2 separate regions of the Mus musculus genome follow, and region 2 is linked to region 1. Evidence: chromatin contacts called from public promoter capture Hi-C data. All regions are on one chromosome and are shown on one strand. The core of a region is the stretch at or near the end of the contact, and the rest is flanking DNA. Distances in the headings are between cores, read along the strand shown. Region 1 overlaps Sez6l (seizure related 6 homolog like). Region 2 overlaps Grk3 (G protein-coupled receptor kinase 3).

Region 1 (4,855 bases), core at 2,152-4,651:
GATGTGTGTTAGCTCGCAAAGGACTCTCAGCATTTGCTTTTTGTGTACTGTATGTATCTTCTCAGGTATTTGGGGAGGAGTGGAAAACCAAGCTTATCTGTCTTACCCCTCTGGTAGACCACACTGGAAGCCCCATGCAGACCCATCCTGCCTGTAGTCTCTTGGCATAGGGTTATGCAGACCGACTCTGCCTCCTTCCCTGAATTCAGAAAGTGGGAGCCCCGTGCACTGGTGGGCCAGCCATCTGTGATCTGTGGTCTGCACATCCAGCCAAACTGAGTTCACGTTCTTTGGGGGTCTGCACTGACTTGACCACTGGGCTAATGAGCCATAGGGACTGAGGGAGGAGGGGGCTGGGGACTCTGGCAAGGGTGTTGGTGGGTCGAGAACGTCAAACCCACTGGGTAAGAGCTCGCACTCTCCGCCTGGACCTTCCTCAATATGTATCCTAGTTCACCAATCATAAGCTGTGCAGCTTGGGCAGCCATAGCTCAGTCCCCACCTCAGAGGAAGGTGACAGTACTGGGTCCCACAGGTCACGGTGATACATCTCAGGAGGCTGAGAAAGGAAGATTGCGAGTTGGAGATCAGCCTGGAACCAGCCTCGTCTACATAAGAAGACCTTGTATTTAAAAAGAAACCAATCCCCACCCCTAACGGCACCCACGTGAAGGGATTTTTGTGGGAGACACGGAAGACAGTTCATCGCATCCTAAGCTCCCAAAAAAAAGTGGGAGAGGCTTGCCTGGTCTTATTTTAACCCAGCCTAAGTCCCCTCAGCCTCCAGAGCCTTTTGGAAACAGCTCCCCTCGCTGACACATTTAAAAAGCGGTTGGTGTCGGACATAAAGAGATGGGGCAGGTGTGTGCTGCATAGAGTCCCCACATGTCCCCAAGCCACCCAGGCACGGTCAGGAGTGACTCAGGGAGCCGAAGTTATTTCTGCTTATCCTTTGTCCCCTCAGAGCTTGTTGTTCAGACGGGCAGACTCTGCCTGGTTTTTTCTAAGATGAGTTGACCGGTGTCCCTTGGGCTCTCTGCTACACACTCCCCTGCTACCCATGAGAGAGGCTGCCCTGCTACAGTGCAGGAAGAGGCCTGGGAGAATGATGGTGCCTAACTCTGCAGGGAACACCAGCAGCTTTGTCTTGTTTAGAGAGTCAGATGGAGCTGAGTTCAAATTTCAGCTTTGCCAAGGTCAAGCCTGTGGGACCTTAGCTTCTCCATGATCCTCCTCTTTGGACTTAAGTTTTGTCACTGAGACAAGGGAGGAGTCATGGGTACCTCATTGACTTATGATGAAGATTTAATTGTATCTAACCTTGGCAAGCAGTGCCTTGTATTCAGGGTACACAGGCACCAGGAAATTCCAGCCAGTCTTTGCTATTATAGCTACGCCTTTTAATTTTTAAAAGATTTCTTTTTAAGTGTGTGTGTGTATAGTGTGTATGGTGTATTGTGATGTGTTTGTGTGTAATGTATTTGTGTGTTGTGTGGTGTATGTGTTTGTGTGTGTATGGTGTATATGTGATGTGTGTATATAGTGTACTGTGTAGTGTGTGTGCATGGTGTATGTGTGATGTGTGTGTGTAGTATATTGTGTAGTATGTGTGTGTATGTGTGATATGTTTGTGTATGTGTGATGTATGTGTGTGGTATGTGTGTTGTATGTGTGATGTATGTGTGTGATATGTGTGTAGTATATGTGATGTGCGTGTAGGGTATGTGTGATGTGTGTGTGGTGTATGTGTAATGTTTATGTAATGTGCATGTATGTGTGGTATGTGTGTAGTGTATGTGTGTGTGGTGTATGTATAATGTATTTGTATGTGTGTATGGTGTGTGTGTGTGTGTTTCCAGATGCTAATGGGTACTGAGATGGGGCTGCTGGGGGTTGGGGGTGATGACCCTAAACTTTGATCTCCAGGATGAGGGAGGGGCAGCAGAAGCCATGAGTGCAAAGGGCCTGTGAAAACTGTGAGCTGATGCTGCTGGTGGTGTGAGAGCTGAGGCCGGCAGGGCTGGAACTTGTAGGTGAGGGCAAGTGCATTCATAATTGAGCGGGGAGAAGCAGGCTCACGCGGGGCCTTGCAAAAAAAGAAACGACCTAAGCCCAGCAAAGAAAGAAGCTCTGACAGACGCCACACAGAGTGGGTCTCAGCTCAGTTTTGGAGATTCATTTCAACTGCTTGGTGGAGAGATGCAAACGAGAAGCATCTTCTACATCTCGACGAGGTGGGGGTGGGGGAAGCCATGGCTTGAACTTGTGTGAAGCTGTGCAGACATGGGGAGGAGGCAGGCCGAAGTTAACAGACCTGTTCACGGATACAATATGTGAAAGTATGTTCTCGTCACTGCAGGAACATTGGCCTGATCAGGCTGCCATTGAGTATAGAGAGGGAGACCCGAGAGTCTGAGGAGCTCTTCTCAGGCCTGGGTGGAGAAAGTCAATCCTTAGCCATGCAGCGCTGAACTACGCATGCGCATCTCACGCATGCGCGCTGCATGGCGTCATTCCAACACTAAAGCTTAAGGGGAGGGCTGTGAGCTCCAGGCCAGCCTGAGCTTCCTAGTGAGACCATGCCTCAGAGTGACGAATCAGGGTGCCCACAGATAGCCTGACATGTGGGTACGCACCTCTACCCGCTTTCCCCTCAAAGCCGCTGCAGCAACCAGAATCCCGTTTTTGGATTTTTCCCCCCTCTACACTTGCGTGTTTTGTTTTCTTTTGTTGAGAAAGGGTCTCACTCTGTAACCCAGGCTGAACTCAAATTTCACCATCCTCCTGCCTCGGCCTTCTGACTGCCGGATTGACAGGTGCACACAACCACACCCAGGGCCATCTATCCCTTCATTCCAATTCATCCAATGTAAATGGGCACATGGGAGGGTTCCATGGGAGGGGCCATGGGGGTGTGGGAGGAGCCCATGGGAGGGTCACATGGGTGGGGTTGTGGGCGGGTTACGTGGGAGAGTCACGTGGGTGGTCTGTGGGCGGAAACAGGGGGAGGGACACTGGGGAGGGGCACAGGCTACCCAGTTCCCTGTTAATCCTCACTGTTTAACCTTGGTCTCCACACATAGTGAATGCTCTTTCGTCTCCGCTGGTGTTTATCCCACAATCACCTGTACACATGGCTTTGGCTGCTTGCCAGCTGTTCTGTTCCAATCAACACGGCCCAGTGGGTTCTTGATGGTTCTCTAGCGGGTGGAGACTCTCTCCAGAGGGCTGCATGTACCTCCTCCCTCGAGAAAGAGAGATCTGCAGTTCTGGGGCAAAGTGACCAGAACCATTCGCTGGCGCTGGCATAGGGACAAATGAAAGGCGTGAGTGTTCTGTTATGGAAATGGGGTGGTTGGTGGCCTTCCAGGGAGACCCAATGTCAACTGACTGTGGGAAGAGTTAATAACCACTCCCGGCCCAGCCAACTGGGCTCCGTTGCTAAGCAACTGCCTCCCGGAGTTACATAATATAAAAGAGAAACACTTATTTTTTTCCTAAATGGAACAGGGTTTCTTCAGTAATGGAGGCATTTTCACCTTGATGTTTCCTGTCTCCAGTGGACCTGGTGACTTAGACGTGACCATAGCCTTGGGGTAGCCTTGAAGCTGCTATGACCCCATCTAAAAATGAGCCAGTTCCGAGAATGGAGCAAATGAGACCACTGGGTTTCTTCCTCGTATGTATGCATGGAATTCCCAGGCAACCCATGGCTACATCTCCCTCTGTAGATTCCTGAAAGGGATCAATCGGATGACAGCACTTTGACCCAGCTCAGAGCTGGGCTGCCGCAAAGTGGGACAGGCTGGTGTAGCTCCTGTCACTGGCTGGGTCCTGGCTCCCGGCTCCCAGATACATCCTGAGCAGAGATAAATCTGCCTCTCCTCCGAGGTGCAGTATTAGAGATAGGATGGAGTGAACCACGTGTGGGTCCGTTCACTGTGCACCTCACTGTTCTCTTCTGGGAAATGGGCTCAGTGTGGGTAATGGTGGTATCCTTCATGATCAAACCAGCCTGCAGAGTTGTTCAAGACTGCAGCCAAAATCTAGTGGACAGAAAGCTGAAAGTGTTCGGGCGGGGGGTGGGGGGGAATCCTGTACATGTCCAGTGTCAGGAAGATGAGGCCAAGGACAACAACTGAGCAGGGGATTCCTGTGGTGGCCTCGAGTAGACACGAACTTCTAAAGCTTGTGGGTGGAAGAGATGGCAAGACAAACAGATACAAGATTTGGCAGGCAGGAACCCACCACTGCAACAAAGTATCAGAGACTGAGGTGTTTGTAAACCATAGAAATGAATTTCTCACCCACGCTGGACTGGCGAGGCAAACTTGTGAGCTTCCACAGGACTTTCTCCTTCCAAGGTGTCATGTTACTGCTGTGTCCTCTGGAGGGGACAAGTGCTCTGACTGTTGAAGAAGCCAAAAGGCCAGGGAGGGTTACAATCACCCCTCAAGCCCCCACCCCCCACCCCGCCACTTCACACAGTACTCTCCCATTGGGCCTTGAGTTTGAATTTTGAAGGAACGTTTAAATCATAACAAGAAGGAACTACAGGGTCAGAGCAACTTCTCGCAGCGATGGGACTATGAATATTCATGACAGGCACATCTGATTTGCATACTAGGTAAATGAGGAACTGATTTATAGAAAGCCCTCCCACTGAAGTCTTTTAATTTAGTCATTCTTGATTCTACAAGGAGCTGCAGACGTTTTTAAATGTACAGGTGGCCAGACCCCACCCTGCTAGTGGGTTCTAGAACTTTACCTTTGATTTCCCCCATGACTCCTCCTGCGGGCATGATGGGAATTTGGGTGCTCGAATCAAGATCTCCACCCAAAGCCACACGTGTAG
Region 2 (5,161 bases), core at 1,668-4,167, 370 kb before region 1:
AGAGAGAGGGAGGGAAGAGGAGGAGAGAGAGAGAGGAGGGAGAGGGAGACAGAGGCGTGGTTCAATTTTCCTACCACATTCTGTGACACTGGGCATAGCCTCTGTCTCTTCCTTGTATCCAAGAGATACCATCCCTGTATCTCTTGGGTCTCCTGAGTCTGCTATTTACCTGACCCCGAGCCCTCCTCTTTCCTGGGCCCTATCTTTTAGCTGCAATGTGTTCCCAAGTAGCCACTCCTTAGAGAGGGGCTAAGGGGTGAACCCTCCCCCTCAATCCAGCCTAATGTTGCAGTTATGCAGAGGCATCTGAAGCTGGAGGATGTGGCTTTATGCTGTCAACGCTGCTCTGGATGCCTTCCTCAGCTCAGGAGACAAGTCGTGCCATCTCCCTCCACCCGCCACCATTCCGATTATGATTGGCAGAATGTTCCTTTGTCCTCCGTGCTCCTGATCGCCTGTGTCAGCTGTCTCTTCCCTTTGATTCTTTGTTTTACTCTCTGAGCATTTAGATCCCTAACTCATCTATTGATTTTTTTTTAAGTTTTTTTTGGCAATATTGGTTTCTTAAATGTCAAACCTTCTAGGGCTTTCCCTCCTATTTGAATACACAGCTAGTTGTGGGGACTTGAGAATTCAGGGGTGGGGACAAGGTTTGGTGTGAGGGTGAGTGTACATGCATGTGTATGTGTGTGTGTGTGTGTGGGGTGTCTCCCTGAAGAATTCCAGCCCTGATGTGTACACATACACATGCATACACACATGCACACACACATGCATATACACACATGCACAAACACATGCATATACACACATGCATACACACATATGCAGACACACACATGCAGACACACACATGCAGACACGCATGCATACATGCTCACACATACACATGGACATGCATGCATACACATGCACACATGTGTACACACACACGTCTGGAGGTCAGTACACGCTGCATCCATCCCAGGGCAGTTGCTCTGCTACCTGCTGGCATTGCAGATTCCTCTGTCACTCCCATCTACCTCTGCACAGCCCCTCTTGCTTGCCTCTCTGATGGGCATGTGTCTCTGTGCTTCACCCAGCATTTCCTGTGACATCATGGCAGTGAAGAAGTCAGTCTATACTCCAACAACCTTGCTGGTTTGCCTGTCACACGTTCAGCCTGCTGTATAGACAGCAGAGGGTGCAGGCAGGACCCAGACAAGGCCCCTCAAATGTTGCTGCTGAGGACATGGGTACCAGCCTTGCCTAGGATCCTTCATCAGCTCAGGACTTGGCTCCGAGCTCTTGTTAATGACTCAGGTCTGGGAGGAGCTGTAAGGGAAACAGACACAGATCTGAGGCTGGGTGCCTGGTTCAGGGCACTGCTAAAGACCAGCCCAGAGCAGCCATTGCTGGTGCAGGGGGACCTGGACTCAGCATGTGACCGCTGCTGTGTGACCTCAGCCTTGACCCTGACCTTTAAGGAGTTTGTTTATTCAACCATGGGGGTACATGTACTGTGGAGTTTCCATCTAAGTCAGTGCCAGAGGCTTCATGGTCCCACCCTTTTTCTGTAATTCTGTCCATCATGGCTGATTGACATTTGTGGAGAGCCTTTAACATGATCCTCTTTCATCACTCTTCTTCAAACTATGCTGTTGCATGCAACTACACAGTACAGATGTACATGTGTGTATCTGTGGGAACTTCCAGGGTGTCTTAAGCTGCAGTATACATCTGGACAAATGGGACATCTTCCCAGGCCCAGTGTTGATCACTGCAGTGCCGTCTATGGTTTCTGAAGGACCGCGCACACACACAGTTGCATGCACATGTACACACACACACACACCCACACACACACACACACACACAGAGTTCCATGCACATGTACATACATACACATGCACATGTACACACACATGGGCAAATACACACTCCCACACACAGAGTTCAATGCACATGTACATATATACACATGCACATGTACACACACATGCTCAAGTACATACATTCATACACACACTGTTGCATGCACATATACACACATACACACAAAGTTCCATGCATGTGTACACACACACACACGTGCAAATACACACACCTGCACTCACACACACAGTTTCATGCACATGAACACACATACATGCAAACACACACTGTGCATATGTGTATGTGTACATGTGCATGCAATTCTCTATCTTCCTGTGTAAATGTGCATGTGACTCTCTGTGTGTGTATGTACATATACATGTGACTCTCTCTCTGTGTATGTGTACATGTACAGGTGACTTTGTGTGTGTGTACATGTGCATGTGACTGTGTGTGTGCGCGTGCATGTGTGTGTGTACCCAAGATTGATGAGTGTCTTCTTTGATGGATCTATACCTTGTATACTGAGGCAGGTCTCTCCCTAGAACCCAAAGCTTCCTGATTGGGTCTAGCTAGCTGCATGCCCTGGGGCATCCCCGGTCTCTGCCTCTTGCTACCATGCCAGTGTGACATTTACACCGGAGCCAGGGATCCTGATCAGGTTCCCATGCTGACACTGTAAGCACTTTCCCTCCTGAGCCATTTTCCAGCTTGCTCTTGGTTTCTGAATGAGATGGAACATTCCTGTAGTTCTTATGGGGAGGCAGTTTGGCACAGCACCTGTCCTCAGGACTCACTCTCTCTCCTCTTCCCCAGGGCACGAGAGTTGAAGGAGCACATCTTCTTCAAGGGCATTGACTGGCAGCATGTGTACTTACGGAAGGTATCCCTCCAGACCCTCTGAGCCCCACTCTCTGTGTCTCTCTGCTGCTGGCTTCCTGACCCTGTCCCTCCAGAGTCCCCACCCACACCAATCCTGCCATGTCCACATGTTCTGCCTGGACTTATCGCCGCACAGGGGACAGCCATAGGGGGTAGGGGACTCCCACGGGAAGGCTCCTCTTCCTCTTCCTCATTTTCTTCATACAGACCACATGTACCTTAGTTGTGCATCTGTGGTTCAGCCAGCTACAGATGGAAAATATTCAGGGGGAAAAAAAATCACAAATGTGCTGAGCACACGCGAACTCCGCCCCAGTCATCAGTGTCACAACGGCACTGACTGAGCACTATCCGAAGGGCATTTACACATTCACCCAGAGATTAATGTCTACAGAGGGTGTGTGCAGGCTCCGTGCAAATCCTTGCTGCTTGCCAGTGGACCTTGTAGGCAAGCCATGGCCTGGACAGGTCCTCTGCAGGGGCTGAAGGGTGACCATATAAAAATTTTGGCGATCTCCTCTCAACAAATAAATAGAAGACACAGCATAGCAGTTCTCCGGCTAACTGAGATGTGTGTAGACTCAGACACATGCAAGGAACATCTGACTTGAACATGGATGTTTTGTGACTCCATACTACCCCTTCCTAATTTTTAAAACTTTTCATTTTATGGGTTGCGTTTTTTGTTTGTTTGTTTTGGTTTCATTTATTTTTTTCTTTCTTTCTTTCTTCTTCTTCTTCTTCTTCTTCTTCTTCTTCTTCTTCTTCTTCTTCTTCTTTTCTTCTTCTTCTTTTTTTTTTTTTTTAATGCTGGAGCTGTAACCCAGGAAGCACATCCTTTCCCTTGGAGCCACACCCCCTCCCTCCTTCCCTTGTTTTAAGCTTTATTGTATTCTCTTTGGTACAGGGAACACCCTGGTTGATTTTTTTTTAATTATTGATTGTATTTATATGAGTACAATGTCACTGTCTTCAGACACACCAGAAGGGGGCATCGGATCCCATTACAGATGGTTGTGAGCCACCATATGGTTGCTTGGACTTGAACTCAGGACCTCTGGAATGGTTGAATTTTTAAAAGTGTGTTTCTGTGTGAAGCCTGCTGCAGAGTAATAGCTGTTTCTACAGGGAGAGGTGTCTGGCTGCCTACCCTACCATGCTCCAATCACCCGGACAGCCAGCACTGATGAGGGCTGGCAGTGTGGAGCTCTGGGTGGGCATGCGCATTTTGGGCATGTGCTTTCTGCGCATGCGCTTTCTGAAGGGCGGGCTGTGTTCTTTTTATAGACTGCTGTCTTGGGGTATACAGGTCAGCTGATAACTGGGCCTTACCTACTTGTTGGATCTTGTAGTACCCGCCACCCCTAATCCCTCCTCGGGGAGAGGTCAACGCTGCAGATGCCTTCGATATCGGCTCCTTCGATGAGGAAGACACCAAAGGCATTAAGGTACACACTCTCCTGAGTATGGGGTTTCTGCTAAGAATGGCTGTGTGTAGAGTTGGCTAGGGACGAGCCCTCACACCTGCTCGGCAAGCGCTCTAGTAGGATGGAGCTACATCCCCGGCCTCTGAACTCACTCTGTAGCCTAGTGGGCCTTGGACCCTAGGTTCTCCTCAGCCTTCCCAATGCTGGGATAACAGTCCACCCATCCTTCCTGGCTTAAGGAGAAGAGAAACCATTAAACTTAGCGATGGCTTTAGTTTTACCAGCAAAGCCTTGGCAGCTTCCTCCGTTCCAATCATTTTATACTGCTGAGCGGCAGAGGGGGCACTCCTGTCACTATGACTGGCATGTGGCATTTGCAGTTGAAATCCAACTTCAAAGTGAGAGAGCAGAAGAATGTGTGGCTTTCGTGCTTCCACATCTAGGGTCTCCCTGTGTCAGGAGAGACTATGCAGACGGCAGGAATCTTTGCCCTTGTCAATCAAGGGCGAATTGACTGTGGGCTTAGCATCATCCCCTACATTCACCAGACACTGGTGCGTGACTCTAGTTTTCCAAGTGGAGACAAGACATACTCATGGGGAGTGAGTCATGAGGGAAAATTACCATCTTCAAAAATCCCAAGTCAGCAGGTCACCGCCTGCCTGCCTGCCAACCAGCCTGTCATCTGCCCCTGACTCTGGTGGCTTATCCCCGGGTGGGGCTCTTCTTTGCTCCTTGAGTGTATCCCCACGAGCACAGTCACTTTTCCATCTGAAAGCGTCCCCTCCAGCAGCAGGCCATGGTTCTGAGTGTCAAACTCACACCTGGTACCTAGAGAGAGAACAGCAGGCGCCATGGTGGAGTCTAACAGGCTGCTGTCTCAGGGTCTCCCAGATTAGGAGTGTGGGGGCAGGGTGAAGGCACCGGCTGGAGGGAAATGAGGCAGGGGACAGAAGCAGATGTGAGATGGAAGCAGCTGTGCACAGGGACAACTGGGC

What was found. Capture Hi-C pulls out chosen DNA fragments and counts their contacts.
Region 2: a promoter capture Hi-C map of pancreatic islet shows a contact between it and region 1. The contact joins two enhancer-like sites. A contact is called at or near these places in 2 of 9 other capture datasets (embryonic stem cells and pancreatic islet).

What each region holds. Positions count from the first base shown.
Region 1 is chr5:112,550,632-112,555,486 of GRCm38.p6, reverse strand. The region is part of intron 1 of Sez6l (seizure related 6 homolog like); the gene reads left to right. Among named protein-coding and RNA genes, the nearest start is that of Sez6l, 24 kb to the left of the region's middle. Within about 2 kb of position 3,401, at least 60 of the 459 cell types and tissues checked have an H3K27ac peak or open chromatin away from gene starts, as enhancers often do. A contact at or near this core is called in pancreatic islet, where this site is marked.
Region 2 is chr5:112,922,972-112,928,132 of GRCm38.p6, reverse strand. Grk3 (G protein-coupled receptor kinase 3) reads left to right here. Exons shown (of 21, transcript NM_177078.4): 16 at 2,671-2,737; 17 at 4,089-4,184. Among named protein-coding and RNA genes, the nearest start is that of Myo18b, 29 kb to the right of the region's middle. Within about 2 kb of position 2,917, at least 6 of the 459 cell types and tissues checked have an H3K27ac peak or open chromatin away from gene starts, as enhancers often do. A contact at or near this core is called in pancreatic islet, where this site is marked.